2 separate regions of the Mus musculus genome follow, and region 2 is linked to region 1. Evidence: chromatin contacts called from public Hi-C data. All regions are on one chromosome and are shown on one strand. The core of a region is the stretch at or near the end of the contact, and the rest is flanking DNA. Distances in the headings are between cores, read along the strand shown. Region 1 overlaps Npc2 (NPC intracellular cholesterol transporter 2). Region 2 holds the start of Fcf1 (FCF1 rRNA processing protein).

Evidence for each region. Hi-C and Micro-C count contacts between places; a contact is called where the count stands out from the background.
Region 2: a Hi-C map of double positive thymocytes shows a contact between it and region 1, with 2.8 times the contacts expected there. The contact joins the promoter of Fcf1 here to the enhancer-like site in region 1. A contact is called at or near these places in 6 of 39 promoter capture datasets (the C10 cell line, embryonic stem cells, liver and 1 more), 5 of 484 Hi-C or Micro-C datasets (B cells, CD8 T cells, Th1 cells and 2 more), 12 of 115 datasets of contacts at active chromatin or transcription factors (CD8 T cells, the SCID.adh cell line, bone marrow-derived dendritic cells and 8 more) and 4 of 9 other capture datasets (adipose tissue, embryonic stem cells, liver and 1 more).

What each region holds. Positions count from the first base shown.
Region 1 is chr12:84,757,958-84,765,045 of GRCm38.p6, reverse strand. Npc2 (NPC intracellular cholesterol transporter 2) reads left to right here. Exons shown (of 4, transcript NM_023409.4): 3 at 4,154-4,326. Among named protein-coding and RNA genes, the nearest start is that of Npc2, 12 kb to the left of the region's middle. Within about 2 kb of position 3,600, at least 115 of the 459 cell types and tissues checked have an H3K27ac peak or open chromatin away from gene starts, as enhancers often do. A contact at or near this core is called in CD8 T cells, Th1 cells, adipose tissue and 9 more, where this site is marked.
Region 2 is chr12:84,966,599-84,973,686 of GRCm38.p6, reverse strand. It overlaps Fcf1 (FCF1 rRNA processing protein), which reads right to left and starts at 2,757. Exons shown (of 8, transcript NM_028632.2): 1 at 2,722-2,757; 2 at 2,405-2,472; 3 at 626-697. The coding sequence starts at 2,724. It overlaps Arel1 (apoptosis resistant E3 ubiquitin protein ligase 1), which reads left to right and starts at 2,838. Exons shown (of 20, transcript NM_178065.5): 1 at 2,838-3,058.

The DNA of each region.
Region 1 (7,088 bases), core at 2,351-4,850:
GAGGGAGGGCGTTCAACTTACAATTCCAGCTAGATGTGGGAGGGGGGGAAATAGTAGTTTCACAACATATAAAACAGACGCCAAAGCTGGGAATGTGAAACCTTAGCTGTGAGTCAGAACTACTCCAGAGCTCCTCTCAGATGCCAGGGTAGCTGTGTGATGTGTGTGATGTCTCACAGCAGGAAACCCCCAGGGCCACCACTGTGTCCTCAAACACCCTTCACGCTCTGGGCTCCTGCTGTTTCAGGTGCAGCCTGGTCCTGGAAGCCTGACCGAGGTGGCAGTGTGGGAATGACAGCCACGCTAGAGTGGTACCTAGAGTTATAGGAGAGGTTAGCTAGTCTATGTAGGAGGGCACTATATCGGGGTAGCCTCAAGCTGTAAACTTCTGGGAGGGGGAGCTGCAGTTCTAGTTTTGCATGTACTGCCAGGATTCACACTCTACCTACAGGGAGGTTTGAGTTTCCCGTGGGTCTAAGGCATTGGGTCCTTGGTATGGCTGTGCCCATTTCAATTATACACGTTCACCTGGGGTTCCATCCGCTCCATACACTCCCTCCAGGCTTCCCTGCGCCCCACAGGCTTCCATATATCTCACCAGTGAGGGCCAGACTCCTCCTAAGCAAACAGCTTGATTCTGCTGTGGCCACAGGTTAGAGAGAACAGCTTGGCGTTTTGTCTGACTTGACCCATAATGCACATCGGACTCTTAGAGGGGTATCAGCTGACGATAGAATGGAAGTTATTTACATTATGATAGTAGAAACTTAATTCTACAAACCTCAAAACTCCTTCATAACCTTCATTCCAGCCAGGCTGTGGGGGAAGCCCAAGAGCAGCTTCATATAATAGGTAATTCTAGGCTAGATGAAACTACATAGAGAGACCTTATCTCAGTGGTTTCTCGACCTTCCTCATGCTCCGACCCTTTAATGCAGATCCTCACGTTGTGGTGACCTCTAGCCACAAAATTGCTTTTGTTTCTACTTCTTAACTGTAATCTGGCTATTGTTATGAGTCATGGTGTAAATATCTGATATGTGGGGTGTCTGACATGTGACCCTACGAAAGGGTCATTTGACCCCCCTCAAAGGGGTCAAGACCCACAGGTTGAGAACTGCTGCCTTATCTCAAGAGAGAGGGTCTGTGTGAAGTGGCTCTGTGGGTAAAGGCACTTGTCCCCAAGCTTGATGACTTACGTTCAATCCCGAGAACCCAGACAGTCAAAGGAAAAAACTGAATCCATCAAGTGGTTCTCCGATCTCCACTTGTGCATTGTGTCACACTCGAGACACGCCCCCCATACACACACCCACGGGGGTGTGGGGCCGGTGTTGCACCACAGAGAGATGGCTCAGCAGTTGAGAGAGAGCTTGCTGCCCTTGAAGAGGACCTCAATTGGATTTCCGATGCCCACTCACAACCACCTGCAACTCCAGCTCAAGGGGATCGAGTCCCTTCTCCCCCCCCCTTGCACAGGCACCAAAACATATGTGTGCATACACACAGACACATAAAGATAAATGAAGATATCTAGACACGTGCAAAATGCTTCTCTCTGGAGAGAGCAGCTGCTTGGAAACTTTTCCTTTGCTTACTCTCCCGTGAACTGTGTAGGACTCGAAGTTCTCAGCACTGTTGGCTTCCAAGCTCGAAGAATGCCCACTCCGCTTTCTTTCCTCATATGCCCTATCCCCTGTTTGTTTAAGAAAAAAATCTAGAGGCTGGGGAGAGACTCAGTATGTAAGAACACTTGCTGCATAAATGTGAAGACCTGAGTTCAGATCCCAGTACCTACATAAAAAGCCGGGTGTGGCCACACAGGCACTTGCGCGCCTGTGCATTCAGGGCAGTGGGTGGCAGAGGCTGGCCGGCTGGAAAGATGAATGGAACCAGCCCAGCTCCAGGGGTAGTGAGGGCCTCAGTCAGGGTTTCTCTCGCTGCAAGTGAATCACCACGACCAAAAAAGCAAGTTGGTTTGGTACCAGTGGCAGGGTTAGGTTTAGGTATGGAGAAAACCTAAAAACGGTGGTAGCTGTGCTGTGTGTGATGCCAGTGGGGATGGCTGTAATGGATTCGGAAGCCATTTTGGAGGCAGTAGACACAGCAGCAATTTTGATAGTTACCGTAATTCATCTTCAGATGCTGGGCCTGTGATGGGAGGTAGCTCTGGAGGCAGAAGCTCTGGAGCCTGTGGTGGTAAAAAGGTGCCTAGCTAAACCACAAGACCAAGCTGCCAGTGCAGGAGCTCTCTGTGGCAGAAGGTTCTAGTTATAGCCAGGAAGTAAAGCTTAGCAGGAGAGGAGAGCCCAGGAAGTGACGGGGAAGCCTCAGGTTATAAGTTAAGACCTCAGCAAAACACAGTAGTGGTGGTGAGAAGAAGACATGTTTTAGAGACTCCTCGTGTATCTGAGCTGTTTCTGTGACTAATTGCGAAACAAGTTGTTTTAGTTTCTGTTCTGTGGAAAGTGTAACACATTCCAGTGACGGGGGTTGGGGGGGTGGGGGAGTGTTTTGTTCTGTTTCATAATTGTTATTATAACTTTGGATTTTGGGTTTGTTTGTTTGGTTGGTTTTTTTAGTTTTGATTTTTAGATTTATTCTATAGTTTTTACCAGCATGTGTGCATATTTAGTACATGCATGTCTGGTGCTCACAAGGGTCAGGGGAGGCTGTTGGATCCCCTAGAATTAGTGTTATGGATGGTTGTAAGCCACCATGTAGATGCTGAGAACTGAACCCTGGTCCTCTGGAAGAACAACAAGCCTTCTTCCCTGCCTGGGTTACTCTCCGTTGCTCCCTCCCCAAGTGAAGGGTTTTAATGTACAGTTTTCTTGGTCTGTGTTGTTGATCAGAGTAATAGTCTAATCATGATGCTGAATAAACATGTCTTTAATAAACTAAAATTAAGAGTCCCTGAGAGGGGCTGGAGAGATGGCTCAGCGGTTAAGAGCACTGACTGCTGCTCTTCATAGAGGTCCTGAGTTCAATTCCCAGCAACCACATGGTGGCTCACAACCATCTGTAATGGGATCTGATGCCCTCTTCTGGTGTGTCTGAAGACAACTACAGTGTACTCACATATATAAGATAAATAAATCTTAAGAAGAAAAAAAAAGAGTCCCTGATGATGACCTGGCAGGTGACGATGCCTGCTCTGTCGCCAAGGCTGACACCCTGAAGTTGAACCGCAGAATCCACACTTTGAACAGGAAGTCTGACTCCTGAATCTTGTCCTCCCGCCTCTGTAGATATGCTGTGACCTCTCCCCCACTGACTACGTGTACTAATGTAATTTAGGCATTGTTATTATTTAAAAATGAAACAAGTGAGACCCAGCTAATACCCTAGATCTCTAAAATGCCCTTACAATGTGTAATGTTACTGGAGGAGACGGGTCTGGGCCCCGGCAGCCTTGTCCTCCGTGTGTCTAAAAAGACAGTGAAAGCTTGAGAGAGGAAACTGAGTGTGGTCACACTGGGAAGAGGAACAAATCCAGAGGCTTAGTGAGCTCTTCCGGGTCACTGACAAGGCTTAGGTCTAAATAGAAGGCAAGAGGTCAAGGTATTAATGTATCCTTAGCTCAGCTCCTGGCCTGTCTCCAAGTTGTCAGAACCCTGTGACCTTCCTACATGGCAAGTTCCTTCTTCTGCTGGTACCAGGGCTCAGCTTTTCCCTTCTTCCAGTGGGGAATTCCAATTTCTTGGGGTACATTGTTTTCATAGCCTGATAGTCAGAGGGAGGCACGCGGTGGTAATAATACTTTCATCCCTTCTGCTTATCTTGCAGTGTAGGGGCTAGAGAAATGAACTTCTTTTTAATCTTCCATGGCATCTGAAGGATTACCTGCCACTGCTGTGCTAGACTGTGGTATTTAAAACTCAATGACAGAAGTCAGTGGTCCTGGGAGAGAGATAAGGTTATCTGTCCCAGTAGCCTGATTCCCTTGATGGAGAGCAAGGAAAGATACCAGCTTCCTTCATCACGTGACAGGGCTAGGTATTGAATGTGACTCATAGGGATGGAGACCCCATAGTTCGGGACCACCTGATCTTCTGGAGTCACCATTCCAGCATTTGATGATGTATTTGACGACTTGACTTAGAATTCACAAACGCATAGCTGCCTTCCACCTGACTCCCTGTCTTCCTAGGCACTCAGTCCCAGAACAGCACGGCCTTGGTCCACGGCATCCTGGAAGGGATCCGGGTCCCCTTCCCTATTCCTGAGCCTGACGGTTGTAAGAGTGGAATCAACTGCCCCATCCAGAAAGACAAGGTCTACAGCTACCTGAATAAGCTTCCGGTGAAGAATGAATACCCCTCTGTAAGTGACACCGTGGCTGAGGGCACCAGGCCCGCCCCGGGGCTGGGAGTGAGATGCAGAGACTGGGGCAAAGAGCTGGTGGTGGAGCTGGGAAGGCCTAAGGGAGAGGAGATGAGTTGAGGGACCCAAGGGTGCCATTTTTATAGCCCTAGCCCTCACCGCCTCCCTGTGTAGTGGCGATATTATTTCTGACTTACAAGCGAAGAATTTTAAGCTTCTGGTATTACATAATACAGAGTCCAAGTCCACTCTACCAAGAAGTCTTAGCACCTAGATTTAGAGGTAAGACTCCTAAGTCCAAAGCCTGTGCAGCGATTTTAGCCAGGTAACAAATAGTTAAAGGTAGAAACTGCCTTGGCAGCATCTTCAGGATCCTGGTTTCTCCTCCATATTCTTAAGGAGAGAGCAGGACCACTTAGCAGCAGCACTTGGGTGTCTCAGTGGAGCTGGGCGCCCCTCCAAGCCGACTTTACATACTCGCTAGCCACAGGTGCTGGAGTGGTGTCCCCTAGGTAGGGATTGTGATAAAAATAAAGGACATAAAGCAAGTGCTCCCCCCCCCCATTAAAAAAGGGGGTTACTTCATTGTTTTGTTCTAGAATTGTTTGTGTTCAGAAAAAAATCTCACTTGGTAGCCCAGGTTGGCTGGCTTTGAACTCCAGGCAGTCCTCCTGCCTCAACCTCGAAAATTCTGGAATTACAGACATATGTCATTAATCTTCACAGGTGTTACTTTTTTTTTTTTTTTTAAGGAAGCCAAGTAGAACCCAGATGTAATTTGTTTCTAGAAAGAGAAGTAGAAGACTAAAATATCAGTAGTCTTTAAGACAGTGGTTCTCAACCCCTTTGGGGCCTAAACGACCCTTTAACGAGGGTCACCTAAGAAACACAGATATTAACATTATGATTCTTGACAGCAGCAAAATTACAGTTATGAAGTAGCAACGAAAATAAATTTTTGGTTGGGGTCACCACAACATGAGGAACTGTGTTAAAGGGTCACAGCATCAGGAAGGTTGGGAACCTCTAGTTTAAGGGTTGTTGGAGACCCTAAAGATTTATAGGTGGCAGCGTCAGTATGCAGAGATCTGTCAGAGCCTGATTCACGGTAGGTACTTTGTATTTAGTTTGAAAAGTTTAAACTGTTAGTTTAAAAAAACAGTAACGCCGGGTGTGGTGGCACACAAGTCTTGCAATCAAAGCCAGGTTTTCAAGAATGTAGATGTTATTGTCCCTCAAGTGTTACATTGTGAAGACAGTTTGAGGGACAAAGGTGTCTGTAACTAATGATGGGCAGCCCCTTCCCTGAGTGCTCAGGTTAGAGAGGAACCATGAATAAAGAGCTACTTGATTAGAATTAGAAGTGGGGGCTGGAGAGATGGTTCAGTGGTTAGGAGCACTTGATGCTCTTCTAGGGGACCAGTTAGTTCCCAGATGCCTATGGCCCCTCACAGCTCTCTATAACTCCAGTTCTAGGGGCTTCAATGCCCTCTACTGGTCTACTAGGACACTGCGTGCACATGGTGCTCTTATATACTTTCTGACAAAACACTCATACTCACAACTGGTCCTAGTGGCTCATTACATCTTTAAAACAACAAACAAACAAACAACCCTGTTGATGAACACCTTTAATCCCAGCTCTCAGCAGGCGGATCTCTGAGTTCAGTGCTAGCCAGCAATACATAGTGAGATTGTCTAAAAAAAAAACAAAAAAACCCTACAAAATTAGAAGGGACAATGGCTCACACTTCCAACACATAGAAAGCTCAGGCAGGAGGATCACTATGGGTTGAAGGCCAGCCTCAGCTATCTAGTGTATTCTGGAGGTCCAGGCTAGCCTGGGATGAAGAAGTGAGACTATGTCTTAAGAAACAAAGTACAAACAACAACACAGCTCATAGCTTCAACATGAAGAGTCAAGGTGGCGATCTCAAATGAGAGATGAGCAGAAATCATCTTAAGACCTGTGCACGGTGGTGCTGTAATCCTGGCGCTCAAAAAGGCGGGGCAGGAACATCACTGTGCGTTCCAAACAGCCTGGGTTGTGTGATAAGTTCCAAGCCAGTCTAGGCTTTGATGTGAGAACCTGCGTTAGAAGAAACAAAGCAAGATGGGGAGAGGAGGGAGGAGTGGGGGCTGGGGAGGGGGACGACACAGTTTAAGGAGGTGAAGTGAAGTTCTTTTGCTTCACAGGGTGGTGACCCTTGACATTATTCAGTTAAACATGTCTTTGGACCACGGGTTCTCAACCCTTCCAATGGTTTGACCCTTTAATACAGTTCCTCATGTTGTGGTGACCCCCAACCAGAAAGTTATTTTTGTTGCTAATTCATAACTGTACTTTTGCTACTGCTATGAATCGTAATGTAAGTGTTTGTGTTTCCCCGTGGTTTTGGGAGACCCCTGTGAAAGGGTCATACAGCTCCCCAAGGGGTCATGACCCACAAGCTGAGGACCAACCTTGTGCTTGGCCATCTCCATTTCTAGCTAACAAGAAAGTTTCCTTACAGCAAGGAATCTTATGAGACTCTGTTTATACGCCTCTGATCTAAGAATGAAACCTGGGAATGTGCACCTATAATCTCGGCACTCAGGAGGCAGAGGCCGGAGGACCAGAAGTTTGGAGCCAGTCTGAGCTACATAGCAAGTTCTAGGTCAGCTAAAGCTGTGTGACAAAAACTCTGTTTCAACAAAGGGAGGGAGGGAAGAAAAATAGGAAAGAAAAGAGAAGGATTTTAGAATTACGTTTGATAATCAGG
Region 2 (7,088 bases), core at 1,508-4,007, 210 kb before region 1:
ACTATTCCAAACGTAGCTCTTCCTCGATCTGGAGACTAGTCTTCGGGCACAGAAAGAATCTAGTTATCAGGATTAAAATCAATGCTATAGCACGTTGCCATTCTCAGAACCCTAAAATGGATGGAATGTAAACAGACTGTCTAGCATTAGGACCATAGCAGAGCCCACTACTCATCTAAAACCTCATGATGTTCCTGAGCCAGGAACTGCGGTGACAATACAGCCTCTGCGAATCCAGAGCAGGAAGATAAAATTATGCAAAATGTGCTCAGATTTTTCATGACGTTAAAGGTACTTATTTTAAAGGAATGACCTTCATCCAGAATATATAACCTCACCGATTTGTGGCAATATAGTCTCTCTTTTATGACATTTTAATGTGGCAAACAACAGAAATTATTTGTTTTAAAAGATTTTTTGAAGAGAAAAAAAGTTTAGTCCTAGTGCCTTCAGGGAAAATTTATTGCTCAATGGGATTCAAAACCTCAAAGCATGGAGATGAGAATGTGCCCCCCGATAGCACTTTCACTCGACAAGCAATGAAGTCAGGGAAGCCTGGAATCTTACAGGGCCACTGCTTTCTAGTGTCTGAGTGGAAAGGCAAGCTGACGCTTTTAGTACTCACACTTCTCTTTCCTTCAGCGCGCTCGGATCTTTCTTCTCTTTCTTCTTAGGCTTCAACCTATCCTTTTCTTTACTGCAAAAAAAGCAAATCCAGAGAAGGGAAACATGATGCAGTTGAAATTTCATTTGGAAGTTTCAGTTTGTTGGGGCTGGCCTAGCACGCGTGAAGCCCTGGGCTCAATCTCTATCACCTCAAGTTCCATTCTCTTTCTGCTACCAAAGAAATCCAGTTGTGGACTTTGTGATGTTAGCATCAACATATACTATGAGAACAAGTAAATAGAGCAGGAAGTAGCCAGAAAATATAAAAATTAATCAGTAAGGCTAATAAACTCAAGATGTTGTTAATGAATAAATTCTAATTATTAACTTTTTTCTTGGTATAAATGGGGGTTGATTTTACTCAAAGTACATTATATACCCACTTGAAAAATAACATAATGATATCTATTGTTATGTATAATATATGCTAAAAAAAAACAAAAACAAACCACGTGTAAGAGGCCGTGAAGAGGTTGTTATTAACCTGCTGAAGACTTCTGAATATCCCAAGGTAGGCATGGTGGCCCTCCTAGCTCCAGGGAGAGAGAGGCAGACAGAGCCCTAAAAATTCGAGGTCTGGTTTACATAGCAAGTTTCAGGGTAGCCAAGGCTACTTAGTGAGACCCTGTCTCAAACAACAACAACAACAACAACAACAACAACAACAACAAACCAAACCAAATCAAACCAAAAAGGACTCAAACCACAAGTTTAGGAGGAAAGTTTCTCCACGTTATTTATAAAGGCCTGAAACATAACACACGTATAAAATAAAGACTCAACACAAGGAAGTGATCAGTGGGACATTGTTAGATAAAATAAAAACCCACATCAGAAGCTGAGAATAATAATTCTGAAGGTTCTAATGACCACTCTCTTGTTCCGAAAATCTTAAACACGAAGAAGCCCAGTCTTCATTAAATTAACTGTTTACCCAGTCCTTACCGATACAGAGAAACTGGTTGAGTGTTCTTTATTTATTTTTATTTTTTTTTTTTAAAAGATTTATTTATTTATTATATGTAAGTACACTGTAGCTGTCTTCAGACACACCAGAAGAGGGAGTCAGATCTCGTTACGGATGGTTGTGAGCCACCATGTGGTTGCTGGGATTTGAACTCTGGACCTTCGGAAGAGCAGTCAGGTGCTCTTACCCACTGAGCCATCTCACCAGCCCCTTGAGTGTTCTTTATAATGGGAATATCATACTAGCATGTTCGAAGGTTCTGAATTCTTTTTTTGTTTGTTTGTTTGTTTTTTTTTCGAAACAGGGTTTCTCTGTATAGTCCTGGCTGTCCTGGAACTCACTCTGTAGACCAGGCTTCGAACTCAAAAATCCGCCTGCCTCTGCCTCCCGAGTGCTGGGATTAAAGGCGTGTGCCACCACCGCCCGGCAAGGTTCTGAATTCTTACAACTTATAAAATGGGACTATCTTGGACTTTTCCCATCGTCCTTTTTAAACTTGGGTGGCAGGACCTGAAGACAGCCATGGTATGACCTCCTCACCGGCTTTCCCACAACGATACCATGCCCTGCCCCACCGAATGTGTGACTATAATTCCATGCAACACAGACCTAAGACATTATAAGCAAAACAAAAAAACATCAAATGTTTCTACTTAGCCCATCGTGACTTCTGCAGTTTAAGAAACCAGTACATCAGATGTTTCTACTTAGCCCATCGTGACTTCTGTAGTTCTGATCAGTTTAAGAAACCAGTTGGTTCTGACCACTCACAGTCGCTCGTCTCTCAGACTGAGCATTCGCTTCATAGTCGCATATTTCCTTGTTTTCTTTTGCTTCCCCTTGAAACAGAAGTTTTCGAGTTAAAAAGAGCTGAAAACATCTTTTAAAGTTCTCTTCTATTTTTCTTGCCCCTCCCCAAACAGCACTCAGTCCCCCTCCCTACTCCCTTCGAACTAAGGCCAGAATGGAATTAAACAAACAAACAAACAAACAAACAAACAAGGAAGCACCGAGTCTATATCTGGCCAAAGGCTGAGCTCCCGTTTGCTCCCCAAAACTCTCTGACAAAGTTCTCCCACTCCGCTCACCATGTTCACGCCGCACTCCTGTTTCTTCCGGAATCGCTCGCAGCGCGACACTTTACGTCATCCTCACGCTCTTTCCGGCAAAGGCCAACCCGGAGGCGGAAGCTACTTTGGGAAACGTAAAAGCTCCGAGCCGGCTCCTAACGCTGGCGGAGATCGACACTGGAGATTTTTTTGGGGGGCGGGTGGAGGGTAGGATTTGTGCTGGATGAGGCCGCTGCTTCCTCGGACCCCAGAACTAGGACTTGGCCACGTTGCAGCCCCCGTTCGGGTAACGTTTTTCTTCACGCCGCAGCCGGAGGCAGAGCCCAGCCGACCGTAGGCACCAGAATTGCTGAAGGCGAGCGAGAGAAGAGGGGACGAGGGCAGAGGGGTCGGGAATCCTGGGCGTCCCATAGTTTGACAGTACATTCTGGTTTTCCTCTGGCACATCATTTCAGCCTTGGCTCTGTAGTTCAGCCTTGAGGCTCTGGTTATTGATTGGTTTTCCTCGCCGGCTTGGAACTTGTGAGGCTGGGCGTAAGATTCTTCGGAAAGAGAGGAATGTAATAGCGATGGAGGACATCCCCCCCCAATGTTCTCCCTCCGTCTCTGTCTGTCTGCATCTCTCTCTCTCTCTCTCTCTCTCTTCCCGTGTGTGTGTACGAGCACGAGCGTGCAGGTGCATCAGAGCAGAAATTCAGAGCAGAAGCCAGAGGAAGCTGCTTGTCTTTATCTTCCACTTTTTAGAAAACAGTCTGTCTTACCCAACCTGGAAACACCTCCACCTCCGGTTTTTGCTAGATTGACTGACCAAAAAGCCCCAGAGATACTCCCATCCCTGCCCTCCGGTGCTGGAGTGGACAAGCCCACTACTCCCCGGCTTGTTTTCTAACCAGATCCTGGGCAAACCAAACTCAGGGCTTCTTGCTTGGTCAGCAGGTATTTTACTCATTGAGCCAATTATCCCAGTCGCAGTGGCCTTTTTTAGACGATCACAAGAAAAACAGGTGCAGAAGCTTATATGTGCAACTACTTAGCAAGCCTGGAATGTGATGGGGAACAGTGCTCTTCGTTGTGAAGCCTGGTGTGCAGTCCTTAATGGGAGAGGGAGAATATGTGGGAATGAGAAAGCGAAACTGGGCAGTGTTTGGTTTTGTTTTCCGTTTGCTTGTTTGTCTTTGCTTTTAGGATGTATTCTAGTTGTTCTTAGCCATCCGGAGAGAGGTTTCTTTTACCCCTTGAGAGTCTGTGGAAGGCCAGGGACAGCTTTCCTGGAAGTGGATGTGCAGTTTATGAGACTTGTAGGCTATGTGAACTTCATCTTAGTTGACTCTTTTGATACCTTTGTTTTACCGATGTTGAAGCTGTGCCCTAGACGCTCAGAGGTCAGTTTGGTTCGCTTGTGATTTTCTTACTGCATGACACTGACCTAGTGTTACTGGGTTCAGAGGTGTTCGAGGTGTAACAGTGCGAGGCAGTGCATTGGTTATGGGACTCGGGCGTTTGACTGGCTGCAGTTCACTCCCTCTCTTGAGTTGCTTTATTTGCATTGCTTTGGGCCATCAGTTGGTGCCTCTGTTTCTTTGTGTATAAAGCTAAGCTCATCATCACAGCACCTATATTACCCAGACACCACTAGGACCGACCTGTGTTTTCATAGTCATAAGCATCGTCCCTAGAGATGCTTGCCATTAAAGTCTTTTCAGTCATTTCCTGTCAAGTTTTTCCAGCCCGAAAGGTTACACCACTTGAGTGTTCATGTGTTTTTTTACTATTTTGAAACTTGACCGTGTTGGCGAACCTCAGAACTCTTACTAAACTTTCAGGTCTCTATAACGGGTCATTTTGTGTCGGTTTGAATGTGAAACTGCTGTCCTTCCTGTTGTTCTCTTTGAGAGACTCATATGTGTGCAGGTCTCTCTGTTGTTCACACATCTGTGGGTTGTGAATTTTTGGTGTTGAAATCATTTTATTATTGACATGTCTTCAGAGACTTTACTTCTGCTTTACCCCCACCGGGAGTTCCTTATCTTTTCACAACAGGTTGTGTCTGCCAGGCTACCATTCATGGGTAGAATTAACAGCACCCATATTTTTAAAAAATGAAACATATACAGAAGTGGATGCTCACCGTCATCTATAGGATGGAACACAGGGCCCCCAATATAGGAGCTAGAGAAAGTACCCAAGAGCTGAAGGGGTCTGCAACCCTATAAGTGGAACAACAATATGAACTAACCAGTACCCCCAGAGCTCGTGTCTCTAGCTGCATATGTAGCAGAAGATGGCCTAGTCAGCCGTCATTGGGAAGAGAGGCCCCTTGGTCTAGCAAACTTTATATGCCCCAGTACAGGGAATGCCAGGGCCAAGAAGTGGGCTTGAGTGGGTAGGGGAGCAGGGCGGGGGGAGGGAATAGGCAACTTTGGGATAGCATTTGAAATGTAAATGAAGAAAATATCTAATAAAAAATGTGGGGAAAAAAAGAAACATGTTAGTGATTAGGCATTTAGCCGTTTTTTGGGGGTGGGAGATTAGAGACAGGGTTTCTCTGTGTAGCCCTGGCTGTCCTGGAACTCACTCTGTAGACCAGGCTGGCCTCGAACTCAGAAATCCGCCTGCCTCTGCCTCCCAAGTGCTGGGATTAAAGGCGTGTGCCACCACTGCCCACCGGTATTTAGCCTTTTTAATAAACATGGTCAATTATTAAAAAAAGAAAAACCATCTGGAGACTGATTAGAAAAGAGAGAGAGAAAGAAACAGAGACAGAGAGAGAAAAAGAGAGACAGAGACAGACAGACTGCATCCTTGTGCACTTGATTGAGAGCACTCAAAGAGAAAATTGCCGAGCTAGGTAATTTGTAACTTGCTTTTAAATTCAGGGACTGAAAGAAAAGCCCTTTCCTCTCAAGCTTGAAATCTGTTTTTTTTTTTTTTTCTTTTATTTTAAATCGATTTGCAGCTTCTGTTCTGAGAACTTTCTGATCCTTGATTGTTAATACTTGATAAGGAGCTGAATCAGTGGAGGAACACTGTGGGGGTTGAGAACATAGCTAGCAGAGTATGAGAACTGTGGGGTTGAGAACATAGCTAGCAGAGTGCTTTGCTGCATTGTAATTTTGTCATAATCTGGGGATCTTAAAGCCTACGATTAAAGCCTCAGCTATTATATGCCATCCTTTGATAGGGATGGAAGGTAGCATGGTTTTGACTGTGTTGAATGGAAGTGGGAAGTAATTACTTTTGACTGCACACTCGTGAGGGAAAGAATTACTTTAGTCCTTCTTAGTGGTTCATTGTGTGTTTTCTGTAGTCCTGAAGAGAAAGAGTCTCTGAGACCCCTGAGTCCACAGTTTGAATACTTAATTGGCCTTGGACTTTGTTCTCCTTATTAATTGGTCTAAATACATTTGAATAGAATTACGACTAGTGGGAGAGCCCCTAGGGAACATCTTATATTTCAAGTTAATGTAGAGATATTATTTCTAGTCTCAAACTACATGTTTACATTTATCTCATGGGCCATATGTTGTTCCCCCAACAAACATTTATTTGGTTAATTACTTTTTAATCTAACCTGGTGATTTTAAATGGAGTAACGGCCAGAGAGATGGCGTGGTGGCTAAGAACACTGGCTGCTGTTTCAGTGATCCAGATTTGGCTCTCAGCACCCACATCTGACAGCTCACAACTGCCCATAAGCCTGACTCCAGGGGGTTTGTCACCTTCTTCTAGCCTTCACAAAAAAACCACATACATACACACACACACATACAGAGAGAGAGAGAGAGAGAGAGAGAGAGAGAGAGAACCCATATACATAAACTAAAAACAAAAGATGCTTAAAATGTGGTAATATAAGATACAGCGTGTTCTCCTGTCTTGATGTTGGATTGGTTACATGACACTTTAGAGGTACATCACATATTCACACAGCATTTATTGAGAGGCTATTCTGTCCCAGACAACATGCTAGTTATTGTTAAAACAAAAACAAAAGCAAACTCAGCCTCTGTTGAAGAATAACTTATAAATAGTTAAATACTATACCAAGTGGTCAACTTGGAAAAATTATTGCTCATGTTCAGCCTTCTGCAAGGGTCCTGGTTAGAGTATGGCTGCTTAACATACCCTACAACAGTTAAGATTTTGTAACATTAGTAAGTACTATAGTATATTATTTTACCTGGTTTTTTTTGTTGTTGTTGTTGTTTTTAAAGAAAAGGTCTAGTGTATCACAGGCTGGCCTTGAACAATTGAGCATAACCTAGAACTTCATTTGTTTGCTTGTTTATACAGCCTTGGCTGTTCTGGAACTCACTCTGTAGACCAGATTGGTCTGGAACTCCCAGAGATCCACCTGCCTCTGCTTCCCAAGTGCTGGGATTAAA